Linked DNA regions of Mus musculus: all the other regions are linked to region 6. Evidence: chromatin contacts called from public Hi-C and promoter capture Hi-C data. All regions are on one chromosome and are shown on one strand. The core of a region is the stretch at or near the end of the contact, and the rest is flanking DNA. Distances in the headings are between cores, read along the strand shown.

The links. Promoter capture Hi-C pulls out the DNA fragments that hold promoters and counts their contacts. A called contact is a pair of places that touch in the nucleus more often than the background predicts. Capture Hi-C pulls out chosen DNA fragments and counts their contacts.
Region 1: a contact with region 6 is called in a Hi-C map of LSK cells, with 6 times the contacts expected there. The contact joins the promoter of Greb1 here to the promoter of Ywhaq in region 6. A contact is called at or near these places in 1 of 39 promoter capture datasets (cranial neural crest) and 1 of 484 Hi-C or Micro-C datasets (LSK cells).
Region 2: a contact with region 6 is called in a promoter capture Hi-C map of frontonasal cranial neural crest. The contact joins the promoter of Nol10 here to the promoter of Ywhaq in region 6. A contact is called at or near these places in 5 of 39 promoter capture datasets (the HPC-7 cell line, cranial neural crest, frontonasal cranial neural crest and 2 more).
Region 3: a contact with region 6 is called in a promoter capture Hi-C map of second pharyngeal arch cranial neural crest. The contact joins the promoter of Pdia6 here to the promoter of Ywhaq in region 6. A contact is called at or near these places in 5 of 39 promoter capture datasets (the HPC-7 cell line, cranial neural crest, maxillary cranial neural crest and 2 more) and 1 of 484 Hi-C or Micro-C datasets (LSK cells).
Region 4: a contact with region 6 is called in a promoter capture Hi-C map of liver. The contact joins the promoter of Hpcal1 here to the promoter of Ywhaq in region 6. A contact is called at or near these places in 5 of 39 promoter capture datasets (the HPC-7 cell line, cranial neural crest, frontonasal cranial neural crest and 2 more), 1 of 484 Hi-C or Micro-C datasets (LSK cells) and 1 of 9 other capture datasets (liver).
Region 5: a promoter capture Hi-C map of pre-B cells shows a contact between it and region 6. The contact joins the promoter of Klf11 here to the promoter of Ywhaq in region 6. A contact is called at or near these places in 3 of 39 promoter capture datasets (cranial neural crest, pre-B cells and second pharyngeal arch cranial neural crest).
Region 7: a promoter capture Hi-C map of second pharyngeal arch cranial neural crest shows a contact between it and region 6. The contact joins the promoter of Lpin1 here to the promoter of Ywhaq in region 6. A contact is called at or near these places in 2 of 39 promoter capture datasets (cranial neural crest and second pharyngeal arch cranial neural crest).

The regions. Positions count from the first base shown.
Region 1 is chr12:16,799,209-16,803,311 of GRCm38.p6, forward strand. It overlaps Greb1 (gene regulated by estrogen in breast cancer protein), which reads right to left and starts at 1,678. Exons shown (of 35, transcript NM_015764.4): 1 at 1,439-1,678.
Region 2 is chr12:17,346,424-17,350,557 of GRCm38.p6, forward strand. Nol10 (nucleolar protein 10) reads left to right here and starts at 2,070. Exons shown (of 21, transcript NM_001008421.1): 1 at 2,070-2,196; 2 at 4,093-4,134. The coding sequence starts at 2,131. Gm46336 (a long non-coding RNA gene) reads right to left here and starts at 1,979. Exons shown (of 2, transcript XR_001780553.2): 1 at 1,859-1,979.
Region 3 is chr12:17,264,812-17,268,335 of GRCm38.p6, forward strand. It overlaps Pdia6 (protein disulfide isomerase associated 6), which reads left to right and starts at 1,778. Exons shown (of 13, transcript NM_027959.4): 1 at 1,778-1,840. The coding sequence starts at 1,822.
Region 4 is chr12:17,688,950-17,692,699 of GRCm38.p6, forward strand. Hpcal1 (hippocalcin-like 1) reads left to right here and starts at 1,860. Exons shown (of 5, transcript NM_001361645.1): 1 at 1,860-2,097.
Region 5 is chr12:24,649,450-24,653,303 of GRCm38.p6, forward strand. It overlaps Klf11 (Kruppel-like factor 11), which reads left to right and starts at 1,922. Exons shown (of 4, transcript NM_178357.3): 1 at 1,922-2,117. The coding sequence starts at 2,076.
Region 6 is chr12:21,415,308-21,419,017 of GRCm38.p6, forward strand. It overlaps Ywhaq (tyrosine 3-monooxygenase/tryptophan 5-monooxygenase activation protein theta), which reads right to left and starts at 2,129. Exons shown (of 5, transcript NM_011739.3): 1 at 1,491-2,129. The coding sequence starts at 1,784. Gm4419 (predicted gene 4419) reads left to right here and starts at 2,575. Exons shown (of 4, transcript NR_166748.1): 1 at 2,575-2,775; 2 at 2,909-2,983; 3 at 3,323-3,527.
Region 7 is chr12:16,588,161-16,592,291 of GRCm38.p6, forward strand. Lpin1 (lipin 1) reads right to left here and starts at 1,610. Exons shown (of 21, transcript NM_015763.4): 1 at 1,558-1,610.

The DNA.
Region 1 (4,103 bases), core at 428-2,927, 4.6 Mb before region 6:
CTGTAAGTAAACTGAAGCCCCAGAGTGGATACAGTAAAAGGAAACTTCTAACTTCAAGTGAAACAGTAGGACGCAAGGTCGCGGAGGCTCAGTGAGTGGTTTCCTGAGCCAAGGGGCAATCAATGCTGTATTAAGCACAGAAAGCTTAGCTGAGCTTGAAGATTACAACATCTGATTAAAATTATTAAACAAGAGTACAGCTACAAAGCCACACAAAGGATAATTTCAAATTGTCTACCAGTCTAAGACTACAACTGCTGTCCCCATGTTTAAAACATTTTAAGCCACAAACCGCTTTAGTCACCTTCAATAACAAGAAGGGCCAAGGTGGAATGCCAATTTCAAACCAAAATGACTTCTAACTCCGTGAAGAATACTCTTATCAGAATGAGGAAGAACGGATATCCCGAAGCAAATGTTGCGGGATAACCAAAAGTCACAGATCCTACTGTAAACTTTAAATGAGCCAAAGTTCAGCGTGGGAGGTTGGGGGGGGGCGTAAAGAAACTAAGAAAACCGAGATGGACTCTAAATTAAAACTCCCAGCAACATCAGCCCACCAAGCAATGCAAACTCAGACCTGCACACGTCTTTTTGAGACTAAGTTCAGAATCATCTTGTGTGACGCCCATTGTTAAAGGCAAAAGATTGTCCTTGATGGGACTAAATGGGTGTTTATTTGGTTAAATTTACACATTCATGGTTTTAAAGGGCTAATAAAACAGCATTTCAAGCCCTGGGGCAACACTTGACTCTATAATAAAAGTTGATTCAAGAAAAACTTCAGTCTATAAAATAGGTAATTTCTTTTGGTTGCTCCTCAGGACCAAGGATTAAATGAGGTTTGACAGCAAATGGCCCAGTGTCTCTCTGCATGGAGTGTCTCCTGGCCTTCCTCCACAACCCTAACCCTGATCACTGGTGGGCTGGCGGACGCGTGTGTGTGTGTGTGTGTGTGTGTGTGTGTGTGTGTGCGCGCGCACACACACACACACACACACACACACACACACTTTCTTGGACTTCAGCCAGTAGCCTTTGTTTGTGGCTCCCAACGGAGATCCAATAACCAAACTCAACCAATGATCACCACAGCCACCAGCCTTTCACAGGCTGGCCACTCTGGGAAGAAGTCCCATTTCTCCCTTGTCCCACGTGCTGCAGAAGACGCGGCTGCCACCACCCCCGGGGGGCAGCGGGCGGCAAACAGCCTCCCCAAAACGGAGCCGCGGTGTACACAACCTGGAGCAGTGCTGTCTTTTTCCTAAAGTTCTTACCTACGCAGCCGAAGCCTTCACCATGTGCCAGGAGCGCTCTGGCTCGTTCTGGCTGTGGCTCTAGATGGCTCTCTCACTCACTCACACACACGCGCACACACTGACATGGACACCTCCCACACCCCTTGGCGCAAGACCCCCAGCCCTGCGGCCACCCTCACCTCGCGCCCTTTGTCCTCATCCGGCGTCCTCGGAGCCCGCGCTACCGGAGCCGGCGCTGCGCAAAGCCCGGAGCCGCGGAGCCTGAGAGTCCGCCCGTCCGGGTCTTGCGGGCCACCGTGATTGGGGGGCGGGGGGGGGGGGCGGCAAGGGGAGACCTGAGCTGGGACTGCTGCTCCGGCTCCGGCTCCGTCCAGGTGTAGGCACAGGAGATTGGCTTGCCCCGTCCCGTCCCCGCTGCAGGCACCCACCGCCTCGCTGGGTTCTCACGGGGTTCCCGGTTTGGGAGGGGTCCGCGCGGAAGTCGGAAGCCTCCGGGGACAGAGGTCATTTGTTGCTTGGCCACAAATGCCCGAAGAGGAGGTGGGGTTGGGAGGACGAACCAGTGAGCAAGACCCCCCCCCCCTCCCAGATGTCTCCACCCGGCGCAGGGCGTGTCTGTGGACCGCAGGACAATACCCCTGCAGTTCAAGCCGACAGAGGTAGGGGACTTAGGCCCCCAACAGTGGAGATTGATGAACGCCCTACAATAAGGAAGTTGCCTAACATCAGCAGAGGAAGAGCCTGGAACCCCTAATACTAGCGGGTGGAGCCAGAACTTTCCCTGATGCGAGAGTGGGTCAGAAGGATGAGCACTGGAGGGAAGGAGCAAACCTGCACTTGCCGGTGCAAACCTTTCTGGCCCCTGTAACACAGAGGTGGCTGCGAGCAGCCAGCAGAGAAAGTGGGGGAAATTGAGGGAGCCAGACCACAGAAGGAACCCATGGTCATCAAAGCTTCCTCCTCCTCCTCCTCCTCCTCCTCCTCCTTCTTCCTCCTCCTCCTCCTCCTCCTCCTCCTCCTGCTCCTCCCTCTTCTGGAAATCCCTGTGTGTTTAGAACTTGCCAGAGACATCCCGAGCACCTTGTACCCTCCTGCCATTCAAGAACCCCAGCCATGCTAGCGAGATGCTAAGTGGGTACAGGAGCTTGCAGCCAAAAACTGAACCCCTGTGTTGGATCCTAGTTACTCACTTGAGGAAAGGTAAGAAGCAACTGCTGCAAGCTGTCCTCTGTTCCCCAAACTGCAACACACATCGAATAATAATAACAACAACAACAACAGCAGAGCGCTTGAGCCAGCCTCACAGCCAAAGGTCCTAGAAAAACAGGGAGCCTGTCTGACTAGGAGCAGGAGACAATAGGAGAATAAGCATCAATCTCCCACAAAATGGGCAGGTTGAGGAATGCTCTCCTATCCCCACTTTCCTAATGGCAGGGGCATCAACTTCCTATTCTAATTAGGAACTATTCCAAGCACAGTCGAGACTAGGAACAGTTAACATGATGAGCCCCGTGCCTAAGACCTAGCCAAGCCTAACTGACTGCAGATGTTTGTGTAATGAAATTATTCAAGAAGTAGTCCTGTCGATAGACTGATTGCCTAGGATGGGGTGAGTTCCCCAGCCATACATAAATATAAGTCAAGCTTGGTGGCCCATGCCTGTAAAGTCAGCTCTCCAGGAAATGAGACCTGGAGGATCAGAAGTCACTGTTGGCTACATCAAATTTGAGGCTAGCCTGTGCTAAGTAAAACAACAGCTCAAGAAAACAAAACAAACAACAAAAACCCCATACAGTTGGAGTCCTCAGCCAGCCATGTAGGCTGCAGCTCTTTCCTCTCAATCTATACTGTACCAGAAGGTAGGTATGTATGTACTTACTGCTGGAAGGTAGACGGTGCTTATCAGCATTGCAGCTCTCCCTGTGGGATCACACTGTTCTATTTTGTAACCTGGACCCTGTGTTCTGTTTTGCTCATGAAAATGTTTGCAAGATTCCCTTGATCTTACAGGCAGAGCCAGTTCCTTCATGAGAACTGCTGACTAATATTCCTTGTCAGTTTCTGTTCTGTTGATAGAAGAGTATGAACTAGTCTGAAGTCAACATTCTCCAGTTACAGAGTAACTGTTGCATGGATAGTTACCAACATATTTACTTCATGGTTTGTGTTAGAAACCTCTGTTGTTTTTAATTTTTCATATATATACATATATAATACTTTGGTCATAGTCCCCCACCCCAATATTGTGTTATCTTTCTCCTCCTATTGAAACCCTTCTTCCTAAGTTCCCCTACTGTTTTCATGTCTCTGTGTGTGTCTGTGTGTATGTCTGTCTGTGTGTGTGTCTGTGTATCTGCCTGTCTCTGCATGTGTATGTATCTCTATGTATATCTGTAGGTGTGAATGTCTGTGGGTATGAGTGTCTGTGGGTGTGTCTGTGTTTGTGTGTGTGTATGTCTGTCTGTCTATGTATGTGTATGTATGTATCTGTGTGTCTGTCTGTCTGTAGGTGTGTGTTCCTGCATTTAAGTAGCATTGCCTGCATGGTCCGTGAGTGGGAGAGTTATTTGCTTGAAGGCACCTTTACATTTTGACAGCTTATCTGGCAAACAAAATAAAATACAGAACAAAAGTCAGCAAACTTTATAAAGGCAGGGAGCAGTTTAAGTTTTCCCCTGGCATGATTGAGGCAAAGTCCTTTTATAGGTATTTTAAAATGTAACCTTTTAAACTTGAAAAGAGGCTGGGGTGCAGCTCAGCTCAGAATGCTTGCCTGACAAATGCATGGCCCCAGAGCCTATCCCCAGTGCATGCTAAATAAACCTACGAATAAATAAATAGCAC
Region 2 (4,134 bases), core at 820-3,319, 4.1 Mb before region 6:
GTCCTATTAACTTCAAATGGACTGCCATCTTAAGGGAACTATAGTCCCCATAGAAAAAAGCCAACTTTAGAAACAACAGCCTTACATTTAGTTCAATACTATCAAAGTTGCAGGATATTTTAAATAATTGCAAACCAGTCAGAGAAAAAAACCCAAATCTGTTATTAATGACATTCATACAGAACAGAAAAATGAGCAATATATTTAACAGGTGAGTCTTGGTAAACAGGTAGAACTTGGGTATAAGGGCATGGGAGGTATTCTGAAGTCCAGCACAGCAAACCTTCAGATATGACACCAAATGCTCAAACATCTAGGTGCTACAGGAGACAGTACTGAGCTGAAACAAAATGGCCTAGGATCTTTAACCACATTAGAAACAGAACACATCAACAAACTGTCCAATGTTCTTGCTTTGATTTTTCTTTTAAAATGTTTATGTATTTATTTATTTGTCTATGGACATGAACATGCCACTGAGGGTATATGGAGGCTGGAGAATAATTGGCAGAAGTCTGTTCTCTACTTCTGTCATGTGGGTTCCAAGGACTCAGGTCATCAAGCATGGTGGCAAGCACCTTTACCTACTGAGCCTTCTGCCCAGGGTGGCCTTGAATTCACTATATAGGTATTATCTTCAACACCTCATCCTTTTGCCTTCTCTGAAGTGCTGAGACTGGATGCACACACCACCATGCCCAGCCTTTTTCATTCTTCCCTTTTTTAATACTACAGAGATGCCAAGGTTTAGATCTTCAATATGGGAACCAGAGGCAGAAACGGGCTACTCTACAGATTTAGCCAAGGTGACTATGAAGACAGCATTGAGCTAATAAAAAGTGCATGGTGGAACAGTGAATTAAGGAAGCTGGTTTTAGAAGTAGGCAGTCATGGTGCTGGCAGGCAATTGTGGTGATAAATAGATCACAACTAAGGTCTGGAGGCCAGAGAATTTTCTAGTTTTGAAGACACAAAATAACTTTTGATTGAGTTGAGATATTACACGCTAAGTTTTGGGATTCTAACCTCTTTATACATTTATTTATTTATTTATTTTTGTTGAGACTGTAATCCAGGCCTTGGTAATTCTCCAGTCTCAGTCTTTTAGACACTAGAATTTTAGGTGGGGGTCACTGTGCCTCGCTTGGGAATTGGCAATTCCTCAGTCTAATTTGGAATACGAGCACAAGAAGGTACTGTTTCAATCACCTAAGTCAAAAATTCTTGAGCACATCTATGGGTGATCCCAGAGGAAAGATCAGTCGTCCCAGAAAGGAGTGAAGCAGCTGTTTGAACTTTAAGGGGCTGACAGGGACCTGCAACTCAGCACAAGGTGGTCTGAGTGGTGTCTACATGGCACCATCTTAAGACCTGGGAGTCCGGGGACTGTGCCAACACTACTTGATAGAGAAACAGCACAGAAAAGTTCTGTAGCAGATCGCTCTGCTCAGAAAGAAAAGGCTTCCACCAGAGTACAAGCCTTTGCAAAGCCAGCAGGAACTAGTGAGCCATGGCCCAGGGGCAAATGAAGATGAAAGCACCCGACCGTAGTTGCCGAGAGGGCTTGAGTGGACCCTGACTATGAGAGCGTAAGTGCCTATCAAAGAGTCGACTGGAGCCAGGGTTTGATAGTGGTTTCACATGACTTTGGAGAAAGCATTACTTAACCATTCTCTCTTTCCCAGACTCGTCTTTTCATAATGTGTTTGGAAGAGGATATAGAGAAAGACTGGCGAGGGTCCTCTGCTGTTAGAAAGTCATCCCAAGGCCTCTGATGTGGACAACAGAACTTCCTAAAAATGGTAAGTGGTTATAACTGTCACATTCTAGTCTCAAACGATATCAGGTTCAAACTCACTTCCCCATCTCATGCTTTCTCGTACGATTTTTCTTTTCATTTTCGCTTTTTCCAACCCCAGAGCACATCTCCCCGGACCCGCTCTTGCCGCCTCTAGTGCCTCCGCCCTGGGGCAGCCTAGTGAGCGCGCACTTCCGGAGCCAGGAAGTGCGTCATCAGCTCGCGCCAGTTCCCGCACGTTGTGCCGGTTCGCCTCGGGTTTGGATGCTAGGGTATTCGGGTGGGCCGGCGTTCTGTGACTGCGTGCCGGGCTCCGGCTGCTCCGCGCTGCGATGCAGGTCTCCAGCCTCAACGAAGTGAAGATTTACAGCCTCAGCTGCGGCAAGTCTCTTCCCGAGGTGAGTTCTCGCCCCCTCGCCATCGCCCTGGGAGCGTGTATCTCTAACTTACCATCGGCTGACCGTGGTGGCTGGTTTTATGTCAACTTGACACAAGCTAGAGTTAACTGGAAGGAGGGAATCTCAATTGAGAAAATGCCCCCATAAGATCTAGCTGTAGGACACTTTCTTAATGATTGATGGGGAAGAGCTCAGCCCTTGGTGGTGCCGTTCCTGGGCTATGGCTCTGGGTTCTATAAGAAAGCAGGCCCAGCAAGCCAGTAAACAGTACTGCTCCATGGCTTTTGCATAAACACCTGCCTCCAGGTTCTTGCCCTGTTTGAGTTTCTTCAGTGATGGACCGTGATGTAGAAGTGTGGCTGAAATAAACTCTTTTCTCCCCAAGATGCGTTTGGTCATGGTATTTTATCACACTATAAAAACCCTAAGACAAGACCGTTGTTTTGCCTGCATTGGGTTCACGTGTAAGAACGTGCTAACTGTTTAGAAACTACTCTCACGTGCTTTAATTAAAAACCTTATTGCCTGAAAACAGTCAGAGCAATACAGTCACAGACTGCAGAGAGGAGGACTGTGGCTCACCCTTAGTCTGTTTAAAGTCTCATCCTGTTCCAAATGCAGACTGCCTTGGTGTATACTTAGGGTCTAGGGAGGTGAGTTCACATGTTTAGAGATTATTTTGCCATAACTAGTAAGAATAGTACATTGACTTTTCCCTTTTAGAAAGGATTTTTTTTTCTATTGGGGGCATTTAACCTCAAATTTATTGACGTTTTAAGCTGGACAAGTCTTGTTGCTAGTGTTGTTTGCCAGCATCCCTGGTCCATACCTACAAGATCCAATTGTGATGACAGACTAAAATGTAAAGACTTGCCATAAGCCATCTGGGAAGCAAAATTGTCCCGGTAGAGACCCAGCCACTCAGTGTCACGATAACTGACTAGTGCTTTGGTTGCTGTTCATTCAACTGTTGCCTGTAGAAGAAAATCAGCTTCCAGTGAATGTGCTGGTAAAAACCACTTCTTATCCAGGGTCGTCTATTAGGCCAGTCATAGGTCTGTTTCTATTCTTTGTAAGAAATACATTTGGCTGGCAAAGAGACACGTTTATAATCCCAGTGCTTAGGGCGCTGAGACAGGACATTTGTGAGCTTGTGTTCAGCCTGGGCGACAGAGCTTACATTGTGTGACTCTATCTTAACACAGGAATATGCACACACATTGGGTGCACTCACTCCATATAGAAATTAAAACCCATCATTTCAAGAGTTTGCATTATCTTAGCTTAGATGGATTAATTTTATGCTTTTATAATTCTTTGTAAAACAGATGCTTTAAAATTGTTTAGTATATGTAAATATATTTTTTAGAAAGTCCAGAATATGAGGGCTGGAGAGATGGCTCAGCACTTAGATTACTGACTACTCTTCCAGAGGTCCTGAGTTCAATTCCTAGCAAACACATGGTGGCTCGCAACGGTCTCTGATATGATCTGATGCTTCTGGTGTGTCTGAAGACAACAACAATGTACTCACATATATAAAATAAATTAGTCTTAAAAAAAAGCTGGGAAGTGGTTAAGAGCACTTTCTCTTCTTCCAGAGATCCTGAGTTCAATTCCCAGCAACCACATGGTGGGTGGAAATACTTTATTCTGGGATCTGATGCCCTCTTCTGGTATGCAGGCATACATGCAGACAGAGCACTTACATACATTAAAAAAAAAAAAAAAAAGTGAAAATCCAGAATATATGTTATCATGGAGTTAAGATTATAGAATAGTCCTACTTTTCATTTTATTATTTCCTGTAAGCATACATTTTCTCAAATGAACATTATTTTGCATGTGGAAGATAATTTAGGTGTGTTTTAAAGTGCACTGTCTGCTTTCTCGTAGTGGCTTTCTGACAGGAAGAAGAGAGCACTGCAGAAGAAGAAT
Region 3 (3,524 bases), core at 528-3,027, 4.2 Mb before region 6:
TGAGGAAAGCCTCAGAAAAACAAGTAGCATTTCACCTCAGGGCCTTCCAGGAGAACACACCGCCCAACTATGTCTCTCTGCAGACCTCACACACCTCTGCTCTGACTCCACACATAGCTCTGTGATCACTGGCACCTTCCTGCAAAGGTGGAGCTAACCAAGGTTCCAGAGGGACTTCCTGTCCCAAAATAAGCAGTGTGCCTGCTGTGGACAGGAAAGCTTGCCAATGGCTTACAAGAGTCAGCCTTGTGGTTCTGGTGCTCCTTGGAGCCTCATTTGCCTGCCAGTCTCTCCAAAGGCACTCCTAGGGCTCCACCTTCCAACAGGGCACCACTTCTCCTGGAGCCCTTTGCCCAAGAGAGCTCTGGCCAGGGTCAGCGTTGTTTTGTCATTCAGTAAAAAGAAGCTATTATTGTTGTTAAAATTTTTATTAGCATTTAAAAAATTTAGACAGGATCTCATGTAGTCCAGGCTGGCCACAAACTGACTGTGTCGCCAAAGCTGGCCTTGAACCCCTAATTCTCTTGCTTCCTTTTCTTTAGCGCTGGCACTACAGGTGTGTTACTGTCTTAGTTGGGGTTACTGTAGCTGTGATGAAACACCATGACCAAAGCAACTTGGGGAGGAAAGGGTTTGGTTTATCCTTCCATGTTGATTATTCAAGAAAGTCAGGGCAGGAAGGCAAACAGGATGGGAACCCGGAGGCAGGAGCTGAAGTAGAGGCCACGGAGAGATGTGGCTTACTGACGCGCTGCTCAGGACTTACCCTCAACCTGCTTTCTTATAGAACCTAGGACCGCAAGTCCGGGGACCGCACCACTCACAATGGGCTGGGCCCTTTCAATCACTAATTGAGAAAATGTCCTACTGTTGGATCTTATAGAAGCTTTTTTTTTTGTTGTTTTTGAGGTTTCCTCTAGCTTGAGTCAAGTTGCCATAAAACTAGCCACCATAGTCACCATGCTGTGTTTCTGTGGTGCTAGGGATCCTAGCCAGGGCTTCACGCATGTTACTCAAGCACACCAACAGAAAGGCATCCCCTGCCATTATTTTTCTATTGTGTCTCACTCTGTTAGCCTTAAACACCTTTGTAAATATTGCAAAGCAATACATTTTAGCCCTCACCCCCAGAGCCAAGAACGATAAACCCCGCAGTTTATACTCTGAGGGTCTAGGGGCACATGAGTGAACAAGGCTTTGCAATCAATTTAACAAAATAAAGTTTGGAATGATACTATATACAGAATAAGTTTGGCAAATGGTTTTCACTGAATGCTGAGTCCGCGAACAAAAGAATAAATAAGGTCCCAAACACACTGAAGTCTTAGGACTATTCTCCCGACATAAAGGGACAGTTCAAGGAATGAGAGCTGGAAGGGGCCACGAGAGAGGCAAAGAGGAAAAAGAATGAAAGCCAGGAAGAAATGAGGACCCCTTAGTCCTGGGTTTTTTGTTTTGTTTCAGTTAACTCAGAAAAAAATTAGGGGAACAAGGGGTACCCCGCAGGAACAGGGCCGGAGGTCCCCTGACCCCGCCCCTTCATTCCCCGCCCATCCTCGCCCTGCCCCGCCCCGCTCCGCTACTCCGCTCGCCCCCACCCCCGAGGAAAAAAAAACAAACCGGTAACCTCTACCCGGCCGCTTTCAATTGGCCACGCACATGAGCGAAGTCCACAGAGACCAATGAAAGGCGGCCACGGCGTGGCGAGCCCTTCCGGCCCGCCTCCGCGCGCCGGCGCACCGCCCGCTAGAAGCCGAGGGCGGGACGTGGGCGCGGCAGAGCCGAGGCAGCGGCGGCACGGACAGAATGCGGGTGATCGGCATGGCTCGCCTGGTGCTCGGTAAGCGCGGGCCTGTGGTGGGAAGCCGGTCGGAGGCAGCCTGAAGGGCCGGGGCCGCGAAGCAGGGCCGAGTGGAGGGACGAGTTGCCGGGCCTGCCTGGGGACTTCGCGGCGAGCTGGGTGGGAGAGGCCAGGTCGGGCCCACTACGGGAGGCCCCGGGGAGTCGGAGACTTGCAGCCTCTGCTCCCCACGAGTGCGGTCCGCCTCCGGTCCAGCTCAGCCTTCACTTTTATAGGCAGATAGCAGAGGCCTGTCCCGAAGGTGTCTTAGAAGTGGGCAGTGCCCACTGACCAAGGCCTCACAACTCCTGAGCACTTAAAATGCCTTTGGTCGTCCACCCAGGTGTCCGGGAATGATGTTTAGCGACTCGTGGGCGAATCTGAGGGGCCCTCATCTCCCGGCTGTCCTTGTAAATGGGCCTATAGTTTTTGACATTAGTTAACTCAGCTGATCCTGGCTAGAAAGTAGGAGAGGGAGGTGGATCCCTACACCACTTCTCCCTCCATTTACTAGTTGAGACCCGGAGCATATTTTCTCACTGCTCTGCCAGCTTTTTTCAACCGTGTTCGCCCCATGAGCTATAGTACATATTTAAAGAGAGTAAGCAAGAAAAATACTACTTTCTGGGTTACTGTAGAGAGCAGATGAGAGGGAAAGATTTAATCTTTGGTTTTCCAGTGAGTGCCTGTGAAAAAGTGATTCTATCAATTAACTCATTATTTTAATAAGGTAGTCAGCCTTTTTTTTGGCTACCCTGCTGCCAGCGGCTGCCAGGCAGAAATGTTACTGGTGTGAATTTATAACACCCTTAACTGCTACAGAGATTGAATGGGAAGCCACAGATGGCAAAACCATCTGCACGCATAGATTGTGGACCCTGGGAGTTCTTTTTTTCCCGGTGGTGCTCATTATCACTGTGTAGAGTGGCCATGTGAATTTTAGAAGCAGGATTTGATGGGTCAGCATTGACCTATTCAGCCATAGTAAACCACCACCACCACCCCGGGTGGGGGTGGGGCTGTTGCTTGGAGAGCAAGTGCAAGGAACAGTGTATTTGATTCTTCCTAACCCTGTTAGATCATCTTAGAGCCATCAGTTGGTAGGCTGAGGCAGAACTGGGTGGTTCCACTTCTCTTGGCCATTAGGGCATCAGGGGAGCAACATGTTCTCTGCAGGCTCCCACAGGGATGGAGGCTCCATGCCTCAGGAAGGCATTCCTCTTCCATGGCTGATATAGTAAGACTTCTGTCTTTACACTTTGCCTAGTTCCTTGAGAGCTTCTCTTAACAGATGGCTACCCTATCAAAGGTCTAAGACCTAAGCACCTTAAAAGTTAGGGTGGCCATCAGTCAGAAGTCGATTATAACAAGGTTACATGGGAGATGATTGGTAGTCCGTAATGACTTTACCTTCCAAGTGTCTATAACTAGACTTTTTTTTCTACCTTTCAATTTTCACAAGACTCAGTGTATCAAACAAATATGAATTCATGACAATTTCTTTTTTTTTTCTTTTTTTTTCGAGACAGGGTTTCTCTGTGTAGCCCTGGCTGTCCTGGAACTCACTCTGTAGACCAGGCTGGCCTCGAACTCAGACATCCTCCTGCCTCTGCCTCCCAAGGGCTGGGATTAAAGGCGTGCGCCACCACTGCCCAACTTCATGACAGTTTCATAAACAAGATAA
Region 4 (3,750 bases), core at 610-3,109, 3.7 Mb before region 6:
ATATTTATGTGCTTACCCTGTGTGTATGTGTGTGTGCGCGCACGTGTGTGTGTGTGTGTGTGTGTGTGTATGTGTGTGTGTGTGTTCAGGCATCCAATAAAGCCATAACTCCCTGAGCCCCTTACAACCAAGTAGGTTCATATGACTAATTCTGGACCAAGAATGTGGGCAGAGATGACTCAGACTACTTCCAGGCCCAGCTCCTAAAAGACCTTCCTGAGGTACCATTTCTGCTATCTTAGTTTTGTTTGTTTGTTGTTGTTGTTGTTTAAATGAATGCTGAGAGCCAGTAGTGACCTGCAAAGACCTTAGGTTCTGCTGAGGTCACTAGATAGAAGCCAGAGGGTTTCTGGGTGTCTGAGTGAGGCCTCCCTCTTTTGTGTTGAATGAGAACAAATAGGAGACCACAGAACAAAGCAACCCGCCCTAGCTAACAGGATATCTGAAGGCTTCTGCCTCAGCCATCCACTTTCTGGGAACCTCCTACCTGTAACCCTAGATACCTGTGTGGTGCTGTGCTACAGAAAGGGGCAGACTGACCTCCCGTGGGGTCTTTACTGAGAAGGAAGCGATCATGGCCAGAGAGACCCAAAGGTTAGCCCTCGAAATCAGTCAGGTGGTGCGCTGTTAACTCTCACAGCTGTCATTCCCTTGAGCCCTCTGGGTTTAGTTTTGCCTTTCTGCACCAGAGGCAGGGAGGAGTGGAGAAGGCCCCAGAGCTCCACCTCCGAGCTGCTCTACTACAGGTACCCCTGGCAGCCTCCTGAATAGTAGGAGTTCACTCACATGTTTTTGTGGAGGAGGATTTGAAGGAGGGATTTGAGTTTTTCCCTAGAGACGCCAGAGAGACAGTTTCATCTCTGCACAACAGGCTCGCCCAGCTCCTCATATAAGCTGTTTCTGTGGTTACCTGTCTTCTGGGATATTTGCAGTGGGTGGGCATGGCAGGTGCGATCTGCCAGAGTATGCTGGGAGTCTGAAGGAAGCACCACTGGGACCCACAAGGCCAGATGTCCCTATTATGGGAGATGTCAACCAAGCCCCCGCCTCCTCACCAGGAAACTGAAACCACACTGAATGTCAGGGAGGCAAAGACCCCAAGAAGGATTCTGGATCTCCTCGTTGTCCAGTTTATTGGTGAGGAAACCGAGGCTGAGGGAATCCAAGGGTTTTCTTGGCAAGATGGCTGGATGAGTTAGCAGAAGTAATTACAGCTGGAACGTAGGTCTTCCACCTCCAGGCCAAGCTCTTCTCTTAAACCACGCGCAGGAAAGTGGGTGACAGATGCACACGGGACTGATGTGGAGAGGGAGGAGATCCTTGCAGGCATCCCAGATGGTCCTGGGGAGCCTAGGGCAACTCAAGCCTCTTTTCCACTTCCCTGGCCATTGGGACTGTACTTCCTTCCAAGTACGGCGGGGGCGGGGGCGGGGGCGGGGTGGGTGGGTGCTGGCGTAAGGCCGGCCCTTTTGGGCACCGCCTCTCGGCCTCTCCCCACCCGCAGGCCAGAGGCCAAGGGTTAGGGAGGTGGGGCCAGTGCTCGGCCCCTCCCCTGCTCTCCTTCCCCTTCCACCCCCCCAGAGTCTCCCCGTCCCGAGTCCCAGTGGCCTTAACACCCATCGTATCCTCTGCTGCGCTGAGAATCTGCGAGTGATCAGGGAGCTATATGGACCAGAGTGGGCGCACCGAGGGTCCAGCAGCGGGTGTGGCAAAGGGCGGGGGCGTGACCAGGCTGCGGCTGAGGCGGGGCTAAGACTGGGGGCGTGGTCGAAGCAGGAGGCGGGTCCGTTGGAAACTTGAGTGCCCGCCCTTGCGATGCGCCCCGCCCCGGCCTCCGCCTCCGGGTCCCGCCTTCTCTTCCCTTCCTTCCCGGGCTGGCGGCGGCTGCGGGTGGTGGACCTGCAGAGCGGCCGTCGCCCACACCTCGCTCTCTCCTGGGCCGGCGGATCCTTTTGTCTCTCCGAGCGGCGAAGGTCGCAGAGCAGGCGCGGCGGCTGCGGGAGCGCAAACGCCCGCTCTCTCGGTCACCTCCCCAGCCTCGGCCACCGCAGAACTTGGGCTCGAGAAGCCAGCGGACCGCGTCCAGCTCCAGAGCCGGTAGGAAAGGGGAAACTGCGGGACTGCGGGGTTGCATGGAGGGAGCGTGTGTGACCCGCTCGCTGCGACCCGGCTGTGAGTGAACGGGTGTGTGTGCGCCGGTACTGATGGTGCCTGTTTCTCTGCGTAGTGGGCTTGCAGCTGACCGCGGACGGTGGCGTGGCTCTAGAATGGCGTGTCCTCGTGGGGATCGTTGCGCTCGATGGGATGTGCACTTTTCAGACTACGTTTGTGGAATTGTGTGTCAGGGCACAGTTGCCGGTGGGGATGGGGACTAGTGCTGGCGGGGTCGAGGGGGGAGCCGCTGTGCGCAGAGTGGGGGTGGCGGGGTGGGCGTGGGCGGTCTGCCCGGGCAAGCTGAGCCCCCGGTTGGTGTCGCTCCGCGCAGTGCGTAGCTCAGGAACCTGAGGGTACGACTAGAATCCGATGGGCAAAGTGCCTGCCTGGTGGCAGCGGGCGTTGACACCCCTCACGGGGTGGGGTGGGGGCGGCAGGTCCACAAGGTTCACTTGGATAATTGTGAGCTTTGATGAGGGATGGGGACCCGCTTGGCTGTGTTCAGCTCTGGGACAGTGGGAAAGACCAACCCAGCCCTGGCCTCGCCGTGACCCGCCCTGAGACCTGAGCCTGACTGAGATGGGCCACCTTTTTGAGTCGCAGTTGGCGTCTGTATCAAGTGAGGGCGGCCCCTCAGGGGCTATCTTGACAGTGTGAGAACGTACTACACGTAGTTCTTGACCCAGAGTCTTGCGCACAGTAGGTGCTCTTCATTGGATTCTCATCTCTTTAAATCTTTTTCTGCCTTTATTGAGGATGACGCTCTCATTTCCTCCTATACGGTGGTTTGTGCCTCCTTCCTTGATCTAACTTCACAGCGAAAGCTTGGAGAGATTGAGAAAGTTTAGGCGGCTGGGTGCGTTGCCTTCTCTCCGCACCTTACTGGCTGCTTGACACGGCCTTCGGGTGTGCGGGGAGCTCGCAGCGTAGGGCGCTAGCCCGGAAGGCTCCTGCGCCCCGGCAGCGTTCCGGAAGGCTGCGACTACAGACTCGCGAGCCCTTTTGTTCAACAAGTGCTTGGAGGATGTCGATCTGGAATTAGAGTTGCGTTGAGAAAGTGGCCGGCTCTGTAGACTGGCAGTCTGGGGTTTCAGGAACCTTTCTTCCCGGCCTGGTCATTCAGGAAGCCACCCTCTATTCTAACCACTAACAAGTCCACCCAGAAGAGGGTGTTCGCCAGGACTCCAAATCCTGTTAGACACCCTCCACCCCCACCCCCAAGCCCCGCCTGCCTTGACTCCCATGCAGTCAGCCTGATACAGGAGGATGAGGTCCGGGTGGCACCCTCCTTCCAATTCCACCCCTTCATTTAAGAAAACAAATGTATTTAGTATTGAAACCTGGTAAAACTGCACTATCCTGAATATGCATACTGATCTTGGCAGTTCAGCCTACCCCATTTCAGTATTTGCACTGCGCCAGGCAGAGGGGCGGGCATGGGGCTGCGTCAGGGACCTGCCAGATCCCTTGATTATTTCCCCTCCCTACCTTGTTGTTCTCAGGATCCTTCCCTGTTTAAAAACAGCTTTTAAGCCAGGCTCTCGAAATGGGGCACTGGTGGGAATGCTTGCCACCTGCCTTTGTATGGGATATGTT
Region 5 (3,854 bases), core at 672-3,171, 3.2 Mb after region 6:
CTGGGATTAAAGGTATGAGCCACCACCGCCCAGTTCTGGTGTAATTTCTTAGGAGCCACCCACCCTGGTTCTGTCGGATTTGTTTAAGACAGAGTGTCTCATTGGGATTGGGTGTAGGGACCTTGACTTGGCCAGGCTGACTGAACAGTGAAGCCCAGTGTTTTCTGCCTGTCTGGACTTCCCCAGTGCTGGGATTACAGGTGTGTACCACCATGCCTAGCTTTTTATGTCGGTTCTAGGGGTGGACCTCGGGTCTTCTTGACGCAAGCTCTTTACCAACTGAGCCACACACCTCCACTTCCTATGTAAAAAGTCCATTCTGCTCAGAGCTCTGCAATCCAGGAAGGCTAATTCTGCTCACCCTCTGACATGTGTGTGTGTGTGTGTGTGTGTGTGTGTGTGTGTGTATGTGTGTGTGTATATGTGTGTGTGTATGTGTGAAGGGGGTCTTCCTGCTGGATTATGACACAAGAGTGTCACGTGGTCAGGTAGAGTGAGCAAACTAGCTGGTCTCTCTAATTTTAAGACCCCATAACCCTTCCTTAATCCCAATCACCCTCCAAAGGCTCCCTCTCCAAATACTATTAACATATTACTCTGGAGATTATTCTCCAACACATACGCCATAAAACCACGTGTGGAGAGAACAGGAGACAGTAGGGACGTTGGATGGGGCGGAGGCATTATAGGTAAGGGTGAACACGGGGAGTCAGAAATTCAGTGTGGGAATGAAGCAAAAACAATTTAAACAGGCCCAAGTAGAAGACTAACTCCATGTGTGTTAAATGCCCCAGTAGTTAGACATGTGAATTCACCTTTAAACACTCCTACTGTTACTTTCAACAAACTCCCTTTCTTTGGTTCACTTAATTCCATTGTCAAGCCAGTGTGAAACTGAGGAATCAGGGTTGCAACTATAACCCTTAGGCCTTACCAGCTTAAGGACAGGGCTCTCTGCCTGCCTGCCTCTCTGCCTGCTCACCTGTCTGATAAAAATAGGCAGCATAATGTCCAGCTCCTGTCTGCTCATATCAGCAATGATTCTCCCAGACCTCCACTAGTTTCAAGGCTCTGCAGTGAGGCATCAGGGGGTTAGTAGAGGGGTGCCCTATTGCTGCACTGTAGGTTGGAGGTGGGCACGACATACTGCATGCATTGACCTCTGCTCTCCAAGACTTGTGATGAGTGTACATGAATAACCGCACCTAAAGGCCCAAGGGGAAAAAACGGATACTCAGGATTTGGGTCAGGTCTCACGTAGGCCTGAGGACACCCCAAGTGGGTGTCCTTTGTATGGCCACTGGGGAGGATGCGCAGGCTTCATTAGGTACATGTCGAGTGGCTGACTACACGGCTGTAGTTCTTTTGTAGCAGAAGGCAGATTAGAGTAGGAAGAGCATTTGATCTGGCGCCATGCAGGAAAAAGCGGATGTCGTCCCTAAACCCAAGCAGCTTTCAAGCCTCTTCCTGGGCAGAGATGCGGTCCTAAGAGCCAACGACAGCTTAAAAGAAATTAGAGACAGGGTGAGGCCGTCCCTGTGGGTCCCGCCTACCAGATCCGTCCACGGCGTGGGGCCAGCGCGCGACCTCTGCGAGCAGCCCCTGCGGCAGAAGAGGACCTTACTGCGGTCGACTGCCGCCGCGCCGCCGCCGGGACCTTTCCCCTACTTTCCAGGCCTCACGCCCCGCCTCTAGCCCGGACCAAAACACGTGCCGCCGCCCGCCCCGCCGGATCACGCCGCAGCCAGGCTCCGATCACGCGCCCCCCCGCGGCGCCCATTGGCCCGCTTCTTGCCGGCCTGGCGCTGATTGGCTGGCGGCAGAGGCCATGCCCCCAGCAGGGAGCGGTGTATTTTGGTTTGCCCGCGCGCCCCGCCCAGGGCCGCTCCCTCCGTGGCGCCCCGCCCCTCCCGCGCCTCCCGGGCCGCGCGGAGGCAGAGCCGCGCGGCAAGGAAGGCGGAGGTGCGCGCCGGGAACAGACGCTCGGGACACCGCCGCCCGCCGCACACGTGCAGCCTCCGCCGCACGCAGGGCTCCTGCCTCGCAGCATTGCTGCCTGCAGGCCATACGGCACCATGCACTCGCCGGGCTCCACCGGCCCCGGCGACGGGCGCGCGGTAAGTGACGGGGCTGAGCGCGGGACGAGACGGGGGACGCGGGAGGGATGGCGACTTCTCGCTGCGGTGGGGGCTGCGGATTTGCTCTGGTCCGGACAGGGACCCGGAGGCTCGGCCGGGTCAGGGTGGGGAGGGGGGTGTGTTAGCGCGGCAGCCTGCCTTCAGCTTTGTCTCTGGTCCGCTGCGGCCCCGCCCGGCGCGGCTATTTCCAGCCATGACGTCACCCGAATCCAGAGGAGGACCGCTGTTGGATGTGGGCGCGGCTGGCGGGAACTTGGGGGCGGAGTCAAAGCTGGGGCGCAGCATGGGGGCGTGGCCAAAGCTAGGGCGTGGGCAAGCGTGCTTGGAGGAGATATTGGGGGAACTAGATGGGACCAAGGCGAAGGACATGGTGAAAGCACCTGGTAGTAGTGTAAGAGGGCGGAACCGAAGCTAGAGAGCTTGGTGAGAACCTCTGGTAGGACTGTGGGGCGGGGCCGATGTAAGAGTGCATAGTGAGAGTTTATCTAGGGGCGGGGCAAAGGCTAAGCCGAAGGGAGGGAGTGTGGTGAGAGCATCTGGTAGGAGTGCAGTGGGAGGGGCTGTGGGTGGAGCCAAAGTAAAGGTATCTCAGGAGGGTGTGGCCAGAGTGCCTGGATGGGGTTACGACGGAATGAGGAGCAAGGCAATAGTGTGTCTTGATAGGCGAGTGTGCAAGAGTGTGGTTCGAAGAGGTGTGTCAGCCAAGCTTAATGGGCTGGTAAGGGTAGAGCTGGGCGAAGGGTGGAGTCTAAGTGAGAAGGGGTGTGGTAAAATGGGACTTTGCAGGCTTGGGCCCAGGGACTGAGTGAAGTCATGGCAGGGACCTCTGTCAGAAGGTGTAGGGTGTGGAGCAACAGAACCTGATAGAAATGTAGGGGGCCAGAGAAGTGGTGCGGAGCAGGTTCCTGGTGAGAACACAGTATTACATGGACTCAAGGGAACCTACGTTCGCATTCTTTCCTAGTATGGGGCTGGACATTGATTCCACTTGAAGGCTCATAATCAAAATACCCTTCCAGGAGGTTGTCTGGCCCCTATGGTCATATCTTTGCCTGTTCAGTGAAGGGGAATCTGGACAGACAGGAAGTTTTGAAGCTCAGAAAATATGTATGGAAATATGTGTCTGTAGGCTTAAGTTTCTCTTTTGGACAGGCTAGGTTCCAGTCCCTTCCTCCCCACTCCTGCATGTAAAGGTGACATGGTATACAGGAGGAGACACCTTTCCTGGACTATGGTTGAGCTTTCTCATGCTGTTCCTCTCACCTGACCTCCTCCCTAGTTCTCATAACAAGTGATTTAATGTTTCTGAGTCTGCTGAGGAAGCAGGCAGTCACGGAGGACTGTGCTAGCATGGAACCTAGGTCCAGCCACTGGGAAATTAAGCTTGGGGTAGTGTTTCCTTTCTTAGGGACACCACTCTGGTCCTGCGCTAGATGATCTCACCCACCAGCTAACTGGCTGCTTGGTTTCATCTGCTGCTTTGCCTGTTTCCCTTTCCTACAACACCTTCCTGCTAGCCATTCTGGTGTTTACCTCTAGAGTTAATCTTCATCATTTAGCCAAGAGAAGAAGTTAGTAACCTGTTTTGTTTATTTTATAGCTGTGGGGATTGAATTCAGGTGCACACGTGAGGTAGTCAGGCATTAAACTATTGAGCAATAGCCCCGCCTTGGAACCTTTTTAAGAATCGGGGGCGGGTTTTTGTTTGTTTGTTTT
Region 6 (3,710 bases), core at 879-3,378:
TTCTTCCAGTCTCTGGACAATGCATCCCCATAGGTGGTATACATACATACAGGCAGAACACAATTCTTTGTTGTGTGTAAGAGCTGCAAGACGGAATAAATATTCCTTTGTTTCAGAATTAAACTGATAGTTTACACAAAAATCTGGTGATTCAGAACTGCATGGGTAAATAAACCCCAAAGTGTTAACAATAGCCATCAATATATGGTATTAAAGTCTGCTATTACTATCCTAGTTGACATCTCTTGAATGTAAAAAAATTCAGGCCAAAGAGCTGCCTCCCCTAAGCTAAACAGGGACTGGAACTTAAGATCACATAGATGTTAACAGAACAAAATGGCATCTTTACAAAACAGAGTTTTCTGCACTTCACTACCAACTGATTGCTTCTGACCCCTAACATCTGTATCTATCAGCCATGATTTTGCTCAGATAATCTCTTTTGTTTTAGTAAAACAGGTAGGTTTTACACAACAGGGAAAAATGTTCTAGGTTCCATTGATTCGATGTGATAAAGAAATGAAGGCTAGAAGGGAAAGCCCCTTTTTCCCTTCTCTTATGAAACCCTGCATAAAAGACACCTAAAAAGATCCAGGGCAAGCCTATCAGCTACCAGCTGCCTCATATAAAGGTGGCATGTGAAGAGCAAACCCAGCAGCTACTTCATCATCAGTCTATAACTACCTATCAATGTGAACAGGAGTCACAGTTTGCAGCATTAATATCTGACACTCTATGGCATGCTATTTAAATTTTAGAAACTTGCTTTATTGAATAAGAGATCTGGGCAATGAATGACTCAAGATTTAAAAGTGCCCCCTCTAATAAGGGTGAATCATAGCAGTTAACATCCCGGTTGGGACTGGATAGTGCAAAACCTGGAAAGCCTTCCTTGCCCATCCACACCAGAAATGCTTTCATTTCCATACACCGGACTAAAGTGAGGCAACAAATAGAAAACAAACAAACAAACACTATTAAATAGTGAAATTTGACCAGGGCATGGTATTCTTCAAATTATCTGTATCCTTTTCATCCAGTGAACTCATCCACCCACCCACCCCCACACCTCTTTAGCAAGGAAAGGCTCAACATATTCTTACATGAAAAATAAAACATGTCTAGATTTTTCACTCCTAAATCTTGGGGGGCTGGGGAAATTCTAGCATCTCTATGGTAAAAGTCCCCATGCCTTCTACGACATGAAAGAACTTACAGATCTCAGGACCACTCTCCTGGCACAAGGTTAAATAGGTCTTTTTCAGTCTTGTGCAAGCCTACGCGGCTACTCCCCCCAAGTTTTTGTACCCCAGAGCTTGGGAAAAAAAGAGTTACCCACCCCCGAGAAAGCTCTGAAACAGGTAAGAAGGAAGCCTGGGGCTCAAATCACAAACTCTCTATCCCACAGGTTTCTCCCCATCGGGAACACCACACAAAAGGGGTGTCGCTCCCGCCGCCCTACTCCCTCACTAATGCCGGCGCCAACTCACCAGGACCGTGGTGCAGATGGACCTCAGCTCCGACTCCACTTTCTCCCGATAGTCCTTGATCAGCTGCAACTTCTTGTCAGAGGTGTCGGTCTTCTGCTCAATGCTCGAGATGACCCTCCAGGCGGACCTGCGGCCCCCTACCACGTTTTTGTAGGCCACCGACAGCAGGTTGCGCTCCTCGTTGGACAGCTCGGCGCCCTGCTCCGTCACGGCTTTCATGCAGGTGGCCATGTCGTCGTAGCGCTCGGCCTGCTCGGCCAGCTTGGCCTTCTGGATCAGCTCGGTCTTCTCCATGGCGAGCGAGGGCGAGCGCCGAGCCGGATCCGGAGTCCTCCTGAGAGCCGCGAGGGGCGGGGCGGGGCGGCGCCGGCGAGGACAAAAAGGAGCGAGGAGAGAGCGCGTCAGACAATGCAGCCGGACGCCCGCTTTGTCTCAGCGCACGAGGCGGCGCGTCCTCCGGCCTCTCACGGGGCCGCCGCCTTCCGCCCGCGCCCTCCGGCCCGCCCGCCGCGCCTCCCCAAGGCCGGAGCGCGGGCCCCACCCGGCCCAAGATGGAAGCGGCCGTTGGTGCCGCACCTTCCCGTCCCAGCCCGAACCTCAGGCGCGCGGTAGCCTAGCAGATATGAGGACCGTGCTCCGCCAACCCGGCCTCGGTACCTCGCGGCGGCTGTTGCAGCCGCAGTCCCAGAGCTGTGTCCGCACTCACCTTCTAGTCTCCGCAGCCGCGACGCGAGTCCCACCACTTTGATCTGCTTTGGGCTTTAGCCGAGGACCCTCCCGTCTCAGCCTAGCACGGAGCCGACGAGCTCGCCACCGACCAATAGAACGCTGCACCTCCCCAAGGAGTCCCGCCTCTAGCTTCTCCTCTGTCCAATGAGGGGCGAGCGCGCGGAAGGGGGCCCAGGGGGCGGGGCGGGAAGCGAAGCGGAGGCTCCGAGGGTGGGTCGGCTCGGGTAGGTTCGGTTGGCCCGCAGGCTGCGGCTTCGGCCACGGGGTTTCCTCCAATTAGATCCAGGGTGAATGGACGTCACTGTTGCCATGGCGATGCTTTTCCAACTCCCCTCATCCTCCCCGCCAGCCCGGCACTCCTGGGTGCGGCACGGGACCGGAGGTGCTTTCGACCTCCGAGGCTGCGACCGCGTGTCCTGTAGCAGCAACCACTGCAGATGGGGCGTTGCAGCTCTCGAGCTGCTGCGGCTGCAGCTGGACTTGGCAGGGGTGAGATAATTAGCCCTTTTGATGCACAAGCGCCTTCCTTTCTTCTACCTTCCTGTTCTTGACAAAGGTTTGTATCCCCAAGACATTAAAATGCAACCCTTACAATTTTCCTGTTTCGGCTACAAATTAGAAATATCCTGATCCCCATTAAAAAAGGATTCGTTCCCAGAGAAAGTGGCTTAATTCAAGTTTTCACACAGGCACCCGAAAGCCAGCAATTCCCTTATGGAAAGGTAGATTCAGGAGATCTGGGCAGGACTGCGTGGCAGCGTCAGGTAAGCATTTCTTTAAAACGGGGAAATGACATTAAGCACGATTTGAACAAACACAGCTGTGACTACCCGATCCCCGGAAGCATATTTCTTAAACATTTCTTTACTACTTTTCCACATTAATGTCTAAGTACACCCTGCCCCGAACACACACACCTTTGTACTCTGTAAAGCATGTATGCATGCTTTTGTTTTTTGTGTGTGATGGGTTTTTTTTCTCCTGATATATTTGTGAAGATCTCATGTTTTTCTCTGCACAATAAACACCCTTCTGAAATGAGAGCATTTGCCCCAGATGCCATGTATTCAGGGTCACAGCTAACATTTTTCTCCTTTAAATAGGCTCCCTTATTTCCTAGCCCTCAATCCAATTCCTAGTGAGGTGGCTGTCCTACCGGACTCAAAGAATGAAACTGCCACCTGGGCTCTGAAGAGATGCCAGTTCCAGTAGTTCCTCAAGGGTTCAAAGAACTTCAGTGACTGCCACAGGCAAAGTGGATTCAAATGCTAAACGGAACCAAGCAGACCGAAGACTGCAGAAAGGAAGGTCTGACACTGAGCACAGATGGGGGGGGGGGGGGGAAGAGACGAAGCTTCCAGAAATTCAGATCTCCTCCCAGCTGCCCCTCCCTACCCAACTTGTAAAGGTTGCTTTGTGCTTTGACCAGGAGAGGCCTGGTTGGAAAGTGACTCTACTCTGTCTTAATACAGAAACGCCTTACTATGCTCC
Region 7 (4,131 bases), core at 360-2,859, 4.8 Mb before region 6:
GCTTTTCAAATCAATTTATACCTTTATTGGTCCCTTACAGACCCTGAACCTAAGAGAGAAAAGACACACAAAAAAATGGATTCACAATCTAAGGTGGGGAAAGGGTGTGCCAAGTTATGGACCAGGGGCTAGCCTTGGGTAGCCAGGACCAGCCTAGCCCTATAAAGGGACCTCAGTGGTACCCTGGGCTGCCCCATCAGGGTGTAACAATCCGAAGTTGTAACAACCTGGAGCCTCTCGGTTCATCAGTCTAGTAAACAAAGGGTGGCCTTTCCCTCACTCTAGATAGGGAGGCTCCCAAGTGATGTCTCTGGCCCATGGATTTCCAGCTATCAGTAGTCAGTTGTCTTGCCATCTCCTGACCTTTCCCTCTCTTTAGCCTGAAGCACTGAGAGCAATAGATAAGCAAAGACCCACCCCAGCCTCCCCAGCAGACAGCACCCCACACAGAACAGCAACCAAGGATCCTATCTCCTTCATCTGAACCCCAACTTATCACCCAGGCAACAAGACTGGGCATGTTGTCCCTTTCAATAAAGTGACAAGCATCATAAGAACATTGCTGACTGCCACCTAAAAAGGGTAGAAATCACGTGAGGTGGGACAGCCACCAAGACAAAACCAAGCTCAGCCCCAGGCTTCCCAATCCAACCACCAGGCCCTACACAAGCAGGAATAAGGGCCAAAACACACACCCACACACAAAACCCGTGACAGCAGAAGCGCGCTGTCGGCAAACAGGAAGCTTTGTCAACACAGGGAATCAACACAGTGGGATCTTTCAGCCTTTCTGGGAACACTAGAAAGTCCCCTTAGTGGTGCAGATATTAGTCCTTAACTGCTTTCATTCATAAAACGTATTTTATGGAACAAAGGATAGATAGTATATGTGTGAATCCCCATGGGCCGCTATCCTCTCCTCCTAGAACCGTTACAGTCTTCCCCACAACTTCACTACCCAGTTGGAAGCTTTTTCCCACACGCCCCAGCCCAGCCCAGACCATTGCTTTCCTTCTTGCCTCCTGCCAAGGAGGGTGGGCGTCTGGAGCAACTACTGGCCACACAAATTATCAGCCAGCCACCTTGACTCTGTCCCCTTAATATGACTTAATATTAATACTTAATATGACTTCCAAAGCATTGCTTTCCCTCCCATATTCCCCCCGGCCTTTCCCAGATAAAAGTGCCTGCAGCTACTAAGGGAGCCACAGGCCCAGTGCCCACCAGACTGCAAAGCTGCAGAGAGGCCTGCTGCGAGCTTGATTATCTAAGAATCCCGGTTCCCAGTTCGCTGCCACCCAGCGGAGGCGTGCCCTTGGGCACGAAGGTCAACCTACCAGCCTAGACTCAGTTTCCTTGGCTGCAAAGCCTGAATCCTAAACCCTTTGGGATACGTCTCATCCGGGTCTCGGACCGCCACGGGGTCCCTGCAAGCTTCGACACCCCACGGGAAGGCCTGTGTCACAACACGGCCCACATCGCCTCCCTGCGGGGCCCCACGTCTCAGTAATGGGCTTTGGGGCGCAAGCTGGGCCCCGGGTCCCCATTGCTACTCACCAAGAGGATTCACGAGCAGGCGCGCACGCGTGTGGCTGCCTTTGTATGCAAACAGCGGGCCGGAGCGGCTGTCAGCTAAAGCACGGCAAGGGGCGGGGCCTGAAAGGAGGCGGAGTCTCCGGGGCGACGCCAGGGGACTCTGGAGGAGCGTGCTGCTGGGATGCTTTCAGAGCCCACAGACCCCCCCCCCACCCCACCCCACCTCCCACCTCCCTCTCATATCCCCGCCTCCCCCTTCCCATCCCATCCCTCCCCAGACTGGACTGTCTGCCTTGGCGTTCCAGGGAGTAGGCAGCCAAAGTCTTCTAATTCCACAGCCTGACCCTGTTTTGACCTTATGTCAGTTTACAATTAGTTCTTCCCCTGATGTGCCTGTCACAAGCTAGGGATCAATTCCTAATCTTAGCACTCCCACATCCTGCCTCCCTCCTGGCTAACATTCACCACCAGTCAGCAGAGCCAGGAAGGAATAAATAATAACAGACAATGCCAGGTCTGGGGGTGGAATGGCTCAAGTCAGACCAAGTCACTCTTAAGTGTCACGAGACTACTAGGAGACAAGGACTCCTATATCCCGGGCTTGCCTCAAGCTTTCTATGGGTTCCTGGATGACCCTGCACTTCGGATCTGCCTATCTTACCTCCCAAGTGTTGAGGTTACAGGCAATCCTACCCCCACCATGCCTACTTTATGCGAGCCGGGAATGGACCCCAGAGCTTCACATCCGCTAACTGAGCTACATCCAGGTAATAAATATCAAATTATATATACAACAACCCTCCGAAGAGTCAGTGCTTTCTGGGGGACAGAAGAGCAAAGACCTTGAGGAAGACTGCTGGAGAACATATACCTGGGGTCTCGTAGACCAACAGAGAGAGCCCAAGTATAATGTACCTGTCACCGGAAACTATATGCAGAAATATGAGTCAGAAATGGATGCCAGCCACAAGCAACCCAGGAGAGGGAGGTCAGAATGATGACGGGTGCGTCCCACCTTGAGAAAAACTAGTTCGTGGGGAGGTCCAGGGAGGAGTGGCTTGTGTACCCCAAACTGGTCCTAAAATCTACGAATCTAAAGGTGACCACGAACTTCCAATCCCTCTGCTTTCCGGTTTCTGGAATTACAGGTCCCCACCCCCACCCCCACACTGGGTTTCCGAGGCACTGGAGATCCCTCTCAAGGGATTCTGCCCACCAAGCAAGCTAGGACCCCAGTCCAAGACCAGGCCACCGAAGACCTGCAAGGGAACTGAGCCAGGCTGGGCTGCCTCCACCCCAGTGCTCAGGAGATCAGCACAGGCAGGGTGACTCTGAGCATAAAGACAGAGGTGGAAGCGCTCCAGCTGCACTTGGGGCAACACAAGTAGCCACAAGGGTTGTCTCCGCTGCCCACAAAGTCCTGGGGTTCTGGACCCCAGAATGAAGGCACCCTGCCCCACCTCCATCATCTCCTCCATCCTCCACACCCCCACCCCAAGGCCTTCCAGAAAGCATGTCTTACAGTCTTACATTCTGTCATCTAAATAAGGTCATTTTTATTATTATTATTTTCCAGATTTGAAGCAGGTGGAGGAGAATCTGAACACATAAAGTCCAGCCCAAAGCCCTTACCCCACAAATGAACCTGGGGTCTGGAACCCGCACACACAACCGCAAACGCACCCAGACAGCTCTGAGTAGCAAAGATAGGACCAGCTTTGCCTGCTGCCTATAAGAAGATCCCACAAACAGGTCACTTATCTCAGAAACATTCACTAGGTCACAGGAGATGGTCGCACTATACAAAAATTGGAGTCTCTGAAGCCCAGGTGTTCTAACCCGGCAAAGTCTGGAGCCCCCCTGGTGGGGCCCTAGGCAGTGTTTTGTCTGCAGCCACGCTCCTGCCGCTGAGCTGTGACTCAGCCAGAGAACTGAGGTGATCCCCTGAGCCAATCCCAGTACCTGCTGTGTTCAGCCCAAGTCGGAAGAGGGGAAATAACCTAATGACTCTAGCTAGAGGAGGAAGGAGCCAATCCTGGGCTCAGCAGTACAGCATCCTCGATTCCGTACTCAGTTTTACAATCCAGGAAGTGAGCGGAGGTGTTGGTTAAGCAGGTCCTTTGGAGGCTGGAAAGGAACTTGTTAAGTTCTTGGCCAACACTGACTAGATTTTCAATTCTAAAATCCAGTAGTCCTAGGAGTGGGAATTCTATAAGGACTTGGTGGCTGCAGCTGGCTCCCTGGTCCCTCAGAAAGGACAAGCATCATGCAGGCGTCCATCAGGATGGGACAACAGGCTATGCGGTGCTGAAAATTGCTCTTTTGCTAAACATGGGACCGCAGGTGTTCCTCGCCACACCAGGAACTGGTCCCTGCTGATGTGAATATAAAAACACCCACCCCTTCTAAATGAAAATCGGTCTCCTCAGTTGCTGGCAGTGACGGTAACTGTTAAGTCCTTAGGTTCTGTTTTCCTGAATGCTGCACGGCTAACCAGCATGCCTGGGCAGGTGTGGACAGAAGAGTGAGCGGCCCTCTTCATGAGACCCCCACAGCCACCATAGGTGGACCTCTCCACTCTAGTGGTCGGCTCTG